Regions from separate parts of the Ovis aries genome. Here region 1 is linked to region 2. Evidence: chromatin contacts called from public Hi-C data. All regions are on one chromosome and are shown on one strand. The core of a region is the stretch at or near the end of the contact, and the rest is flanking DNA. Distances in the headings are between cores, read along the strand shown. Region 1 holds the start of PFN2 (profilin 2). Region 2 has its middle 180 kb from the start of TRNAR-UCG.

Evidence for each region. A called contact is a pair of places that touch in the nucleus more often than the background predicts.
Region 1: a contact with region 2 is called in a Hi-C map of hypothalamus, with 6 times the contacts expected there. The contact joins the promoter of PFN2 here to the enhancer-like site in region 2. A contact is called at or near these places in 7 of 16 Hi-C or Micro-C datasets (hypothalamus, liver, mixed tissues and 3 more).

Annotation. Positions count from the first base shown.
Region 1 is chr1:238,933,111-238,936,905 of ARS-UI_Ramb_v3.0, reverse strand. PFN2 (profilin 2) reads right to left here and starts at 2,397. Exons shown (of 2, transcript XM_060394893.1): 1 at 2,234-2,397; 2 at 1-116. The coding sequence starts at 2,365.
Region 2 is chr1:238,699,029-238,702,816 of ARS-UI_Ramb_v3.0, reverse strand. No RefSeq gene overlaps it. Among named protein-coding and RNA genes, the nearest start is that of TRNAR-UCG, 180 kb to the right of the region's middle. Within about 2 kb of position 1,331, at least 4 of the 54 cell types and tissues checked have an H3K27ac peak or open chromatin away from gene starts, as enhancers often do. A contact at or near this core is called in hypothalamus, where this site is marked.

The DNA of each region.
Region 1 (3,795 bases), core at 1,148-3,647, 230 kb before region 2:
TCACCATCCACGTATAGGCTATCTCTGATCACTGAGCACTTCTTTGCACCAAGAGTCAAACCATTGGTAAAGAAACCTTCCCGGTCTTTTCCTACAATCATATCTATTTCTACTGGCTGCCCCCGCCCCCAACCACAAAAAAAAAAAAAAAAAAAAGAGAGAGAGAGAGAGAAAACAAAACAAAAAGTTTTAGTTAATTTCTTGTCCTGGTATAACAGGAAAAGTGTCAAGTTTGTACTACCACTACAAGACATCCACATTTCATTAATGTAAAACCAAGTTTCAGTCATTTCTAAAAAATAACTTAATCTTAAACGGGATGACATTTTATATCAGTTAGATTTCACAGTTAAGAGAGTGGTCTGTTAACTAAGCCCAGTCTATGCAAAGAATCTCCAGTTAGTAGATGACACTAGATAAACTACAAACTTAAGAGTTATTTATAAACTTGTTTCAAGTCAGGTGGTACCCGAAGTGCTTATGTAATGGTAAAGATTCACCCAGAAACTTTCAACAAAATCTTACCTATCACAATCACGTAACAGTCTTGTCATATCAAACTTAAAGTTGTTTGAAAGTCTCCTGGAACAAAGCCCATGCTTGGCAGATCTGGTTACATCTACTCTGCTTCAAATAGCTTGACATACCCCCCTAGTATGAACTTCAAGCCCTGAATCTCAGCGCATCCCCAAATTCATATTTCCCTCCTCTTTTATTTTCGCTGCTACTCCCTCTCCAACTTTCCTTCCCCTCCCTCCTAAGTAATCAGTTTTCTTTCTGGGCAAATGCAAAGAGGATTCTGTCTGTAGCGCTGCAATAAGCAACCATAAAAGAACAGAGAAAATGGAGGGAGAGTGGGAAAGAAACTGAGGTAGCGACCAGAACCGGAAAGGAGAAAACGTGCATTCTAACATTCCATGAATAAGAAGGAAGGCGTCGCCCCCATCAGAACTGCAGAGTCATAGCAGGCCCCAGCCATTTCCAAGCACACTCCCGCAATCTTCCCAGCCAAACAGCGGGAACTCACACACAAAGACAAGAGGACTGCAGGAAAAAAGTTGATCGCCAGACGGCAATTCTCTGTAAGATTTGTAGTCCACTGCGGCAACAGAGAGCCGGAAAGTACCTGGATCAGGAGTTCTACACAGTTAGACCTTAAACATGTTAAGCAGTACAAGAATAATTAGTAGCACCCATAGTAAAGGGGCCTGAATTTTGGCATTTGATAGGAAGGGGGCGTGAAGCGTAGGAAATTAAGAGAATGGTCCTGTATTTGATATAATGTCACCATTTTAGACCCTTGTGCAGAAAGAGGCAAAACAATAAAGCAGCACTGGAGGGCTTATTGACAGTTATTCCCCAAACATGTGGCAACCGAGTCAAACCACCAAGTCACAAGAAAATCAGGCACCGGGAAGCATTAATCTGCATTAGTTCCCTTACGAAGATCACTAAAGAGGGAGGGACTTGGAGAACTGAACATCCCCTCGGTCTTCGCAGATTATTGAAAGCCCCAAGCACCCCCTTTTTTTAGAACTCTGTTGCGTAACTGGGGATAACGGTATATCGATGAATCTCCATAGGAAAGAAATCAATGGCAGATCGCCATCTTGGAGAATTAAAAAAAAAAAAAAAATCCTATGGAGCCAGAGATTCACGAATCCACCTACGTTGTCTGCGTTCATTTCTCGCAAGCCCAAGAGGCCTGGACACCGGCAAATCTACGCCAAGTGGCCGCGAGGATCCTGGGGGCCGGGCAGCCGCCGCCTCCCACAGCTCGCGGCGCGGGCGGCGCGCCGTCACCGGAGGAGCTAGGGGCGGCTAGACCACCCGAGGACCCGCGCCCCAGCCCGGCTCCTCCGGTCCCCGCTTCCACCCGGGAATGTACAAAGCAAACCTCAGGGCTTCCAGGGGACCCCAGGGCGGGGGCGAGAAAAGGGAAAAGGCCCCCCACCCACGAACCGGTGCGTACCCCCTCCCCCAGCCTCATCCGGACAAGCTGTGGGAACGCCGGCGAGCCCGGCCGCCGCCCCCGCCACTCAGCGCAGCCCCTGCGAGGGGGCGTCCCCGGGCCTCGGCCTCTCCGCCCGCCCGGTAGCCGCATCCTCGGCGCCCGCCGCTCCTCACACCTGCCGGCGCGGCCCTGCCCGAGTCCGGCCCCGCGCTGCGGCGCCCCCACGGCCGGCCCCGCATGGGTCCGGGGCCGGGTACCCAGGTCCCCGCCGGTCCTCACCGTAATGCTCTGGAAGACGCCCCCGGCCGTGGCTGCCCAGACGTATTTGGCGTCGCAGTAGCCGACAATGGCGGCCTCCTGGCAGCAGCCATCGCACATCAGGTTATCCACGTAGCTCTGCCAACCGGCCATCTTCGAGCCCTTCGCACTGCAGCGGGGACGGCAAGGAGCAGCAGGCGCAGCGGCGGCGACGGCGGCGGTCGCGGGCGGCGGCGGCGCGGGGGGAGGCGGGGCGGGGGCGGAGAGGAGGCGGCTCTGCGCAAGCACCGACCGCCCCCCTCCCCGAGGAGCTGCGGAGGGAGGACGCGGGGACGGCGGTGAGGGACAAGCCGCGGAGCGCGCCCGGCCCGGCCGCCCTCCCGCCCGCGACCGCGGGGCTGATTAACTAGCGGCGGCAGGCTGCGGAGCGGCAGTGCCGGCGACGGCGCTGGAGACTACTCCTCACTGTGGCTCCCTTAGCTCTCCGCCGTTCCGGCGGGGCGTGCGCGCGCGCGTGCGTGCGATCCTTCCGCGGCGCCCTGACTCTGAGGGTCCCGAGAAGGGAGGGGGAGACTGAGCGGGGGCGCGGCCGCGGAGGGATACTGCCCGGGGCAATCACGGCGCCACGTGCGGCCGGCGAGGTCTGAGTGAGGCGGGTGGTTGAGGGTGGCTGAGCCTCGGACCCCGGGCCTACGGAGAGGGCGTCTCTCGAGTTGCACTCAGTACCCCTGGGACGGCGGCGTCTGGGGAGCCTCGGAGTCCCCGCGTCCGGGCTGTGAAACGCCTCGGTCCTGCGGCCGGCGGCTCGGGATGCGGAATCTTGCGCCTCGGTGTCGGATTGCAGAGTTGCCCTGGTGACGGGATGCGGAGCGTTAACTCCTCTTTGTGGTCCCGGCGGGCGGGTAGCAGAGTCGGCCACTGTCATCTTAGGCATCCTCAGTGGGACCCTCTTCTCTGGACCTCTCGGCCACAAAGGCTACCAGGCGGGCGCACTCCAGCAATCTGAAATCAGAGTGGCATTCTTGGCTTTCAGGAACATTTCTGAGCTTTGCTGGTCTTTCATTGTTGCTTCATTTGGGTACCAAAGGCCTCTCATTGTGTGGGTTCCTTGATAGGAAGATCCTCTCTTCCCCTGTCTTAAAGCGGCTAAATTGCTCGTAAATTCCGAAGGAAACAAATAGCTAGCAATGTAAAACTATTGGTTGGTAACGGAATATTACTGGTGGGTCGAAGAAATCTGAATATATAAAGAATTTAAAAATCTAAGAACGGGTTCGTTGTATGAACATGTTAGTATTTCTACTCTCAAAAGCTAAACTAATTTCGGGACCCAGATCGGAGAATGGCTTGTATTTAGGTGGTAAAACATGGGTAGAGTCCCTGTGAATATTGCGTGGTCTTTAGTAACCGCTGGGCGTTATGACTATGCAAAGGATTAGGAGACTTCCCACAATTTCGATTTTAAATGAACTAAACGATCTGTCAGTGAAGGGAAGAGAGCGTCTCAAAGCGTTTTTGAAAAAGTTGATTTTCAATTTTAAAGTTATCATGTAAGGTCACAATTAGTGACAAGGAGGATTCCA
Region 2 (3,788 bases), core at 82-2,581:
ACTGAAGTGGCTAAGCATCATACAGGCACCCTAAGAAAACACTGTCACATCTTGGACCTTTGGGTTTGCCAAGGGAGGTGATTCTTCAGTTTGGTTAGTATGTTGATGGGTCTTAGGTGGGCAAAGCTGGGTTTAGAGTTCAGTTTGTGATAAGTTGCTAGGGAAGAGCTGATCTGAGTTACTCTGCATGAAAGTGTGAGAAAGAGAAGTGAAAAAAGTAAGAGAGGTGAGAAGGGGAGGAGAGACAGCAAAGTCCTGAGATGTCAGAAATGTCTGTGAGGTGGAGTGTTAGGGATATTTTATTATGGGAGGGAGATGAAAAGGTTATAGCCATGAAGCACTCCTATTCAGCGTTCAATGATCTGGTCACTTCTATGCAAGCCCCTCTCTCTTCCCATATTTTTAGTGAAGACTTTCACACCAAAGACCCCTTCCATGGGAGGTTTTTGGGGGGCACTCAGAAGGACACAAATAAGTTGGCAAACTGTGAGACAGGGACTATATTGTGCAAGGTGGAAGATGACCTGTAGACAAAACTGATTCAGTTGAGTTTGGAATCCTAGATGGCCATCCACCCTACATAGCCTGAGCACTTAATATCTGCTGGGCACTGTTCTAGGACAGGAGGACAACACCTTAAACAGACCAGACAAGGTCTCTGAGAACTCACAGTCTGGTGGAGTGACCTACAGTACATAACTGACCAAATAAATGAGGAAAAATAAAAACGCAGGGGATGTGATGATGAATGGGGGCACTACTTGAGAACAGACCATCACTTTGCAGAGGAGATGTTGAAGCAGACTATTCCCATCGGGATTTACAAACATCTGAAAAAATGGAGAGCTGGGTTTCCCAGGGGCAGAGTGACCATAGTTCATGTGGCTTAAAGCCCAATCCTGAATTCATTTCTGGAGCTTTATTCACTCCCTCTTCTCAAGGAGGCAATGTTCTTTTTCAACGGACAATCAACATGACTTGAGCCCTTCTTTGTACGCCATAGGGAGATAGTTGCTCCTCAGAGGTTGAAATCAAGGTTGTCGCTAAAAGGGCTTCCATGGATGCGCTTCCCTTGGCCCCTCAGGAAAAGGCAGTGAATTGCGGGTTTGAAATGATTTGATCCCACACTTGTCTGTAGATAGAAGACTAAAGCTAACTGGAAGACCTCTTAAGCTCCTTAGCTATTTGGAGGGAAGGGTGTGTTCCCCTCTCCCCCGGGGGGCAGACTTCCCATTTGGAGAAGGGGGCAGAGCAAGGGCGCCAACTCTGGTTCTCAGAAACTGCTGCGCCCGGGGCCAGCCTGCCAGAGTCAAGGGCAACAAAAAGAAGGAGCTCCATCTAGTGTTGTTACAAAACAGGGCTAGAGGCATTCTGATCGGCTGATTAGGGGAACAAACATACCCTGTCTTCTGGCAAGAAAATGGTACCAAAAAAGGCCAGAGCTGCTGGGGTGTGTGTGTGTGTGTGTGTGTGTGTGTGTGTGTGCACGCGTGCACGCTCAGTTGTGTCTGACACTTTTGCATTGTGGGAGTTTATCATAAACAAGAAGCCGGACTTCACTCTTGGCTGGGGATGGACCCAGGAACAGAAAGAAGACAAAATTGTCTTAAATGTTTAGTCGCTCAGTCGTGTCCGACTCTGCAATCCTTTGGACGATAGCCTGCCATCTGTCCATGGAGTTTTTCAGGCAAGAATACTGGAGTGGGTTGCCATTTCCGTCTTCAGGTTATCTTCCCTACGCAGGGGTTGAACCAGCGTCTCCTGTGTCTCCTGAACTTCAGGGAGAGTCTTTACCTGCTGAGGCACTGGGGAAGTCAAATTGTCTTACGTTCTTGCTTATCAGTGTTTCCTCCTTGAAGGGCAGACCTCGCTGCTACATGCAAACTCATCTATTATAAAAATCAAGATCTGGTGGTTGATGGGATCCAGAGAAATCTGGGGAGACTCATACACTGGGTCTTGTGTATAGGACTCTGGGATGCATTACTGGTATTTGTAATTGATGGGTCATAGCGTTTGCATATTTTCAACCTTAGTAAATAATGACAAACTGTATCTAAAGTGGAATATAACAATGTTTGCTCTCACTATAGGATTCCCTTTGTGCCCTACAATCTCCAAAATATCAGTCATTCTCATTTTTGTCATTCTGATGGGTATGATCCTGATACCTCATGGTGTTTGAATTGGCATTTTTCTAATTAGAAGTGAAATTAAGCACTTTCCATACACACACACATATATATATGTGTATATATATTCCATATATATGTATATATATTTCATATATATATATTTTCCTATTTGGATATCCTTTGTGAGTTACCTGTTCAGGTCTATTGGCCATTTTTTGTGGTCTTTTTAAAAAATTATTTTTACTGGTCTTTTGGCTATTCTGATTAAGAAATTTTTGTTAGTTATGTACGCTGATATGTATTCCCCTCTCATGGTTTGCTTTCTCATGCTCTTGGTGCCTCTGGATAAACAGAGGTTCTTAATTTTAATGGAATATAATTTAAAAATCTTTTCTTTTATGTTTTCTGTGTCTTCTTTTTAAAATATTCTCCTACCCTGATGACAAGAAGACATCGTCTTATGTTATCTTTCAAAACCTTTATTGTTTTGTCTTTTGCGTTTAGGTTTGCAATTTCCTGAAACGGATGTTTTGTTGGTAGGCAGCAGTACTTGAGTCTTTTCTTTGAGGAAGGTATCCAACTGTCTTAGGTCTGTTTATTGGAAAGGCCATGCTCATTCCACTTTTCTACAGTAGCACCTTTGTCGAATGTTCATTTCTGTTTATGTTTTAGAATGACCTATTCTGTTCCATTTTCTGCCTTGCCCCAGTATCAAACTATTCTAATTACTGGAACTTTAATGTCTTCATAATTCTGAAGAGCTAGCCAGTCCTCTCATCAAATCTTCAAGTGTCTTAGCCGTTATTAAAACTTTATATTTACACATAAAATTTAGAATCACAGGACTGCATTAAGTCTGTAGGCCACTGGAGAATTGACATTTTTGTAGTATTAAATATACCATCAATAAATAAGAATGTACATATAGGTCTTTTAAATTTTCTCTCAATAACACTTTTTAATTTTCCACAAAGAAGGCTTGGCCATTTTTTGTTAGATTTATTTTTTAGGTATTTGGGTTTTTTTTATCCTTCTGTCAATGTTCCTTTTTTAAAAAAATAGATGTTATTTATTAGCATTTTTGTTTAGCTTCACAACAAAACTGAGCAGAGAGTACAGAGAGTTCCCATATTCCAGCCTCCAAGCCTCCCACTCCCAGTTCCCCTTTAATTAACATCTTGCATTAGTGCTGTGTATTTGCTACAGTTTACAACTCAATATTGATACATGGTTATTACCTAAAGTCTGCAATTTACCTTAGGGTTCCCTCTCAGTATGGTGCAGTTCTTGGGGTTTTGACAGATCCATAGTTACATATCCACATTTACAGTATGACACAAAGTGGTTTCACTGCCCTACACACCCTCTGTGCTCCACCTACTCAGCCCTCCCTCTACCCTAACCTCTGACAACTACCGATACTTTCACTGCCCCCATAGTTTTGTCTTCTCCAGTATATCATATAGTTGGAATCATACCAGAGATAGTCTTTTCAGACTGGTTTATTTTCACTGGGCTTCCCTGGTGGCTCAGAGGTTAAAGCATCTGCCTCTAATACGGGAGACCTGGGTTCGATCCCTGGGTTGGGAAGGAGAAGGAAATGGCAACCCACTCCAGTATTCTTGCCTGGAGAATCCCATGGACGGAGAATCT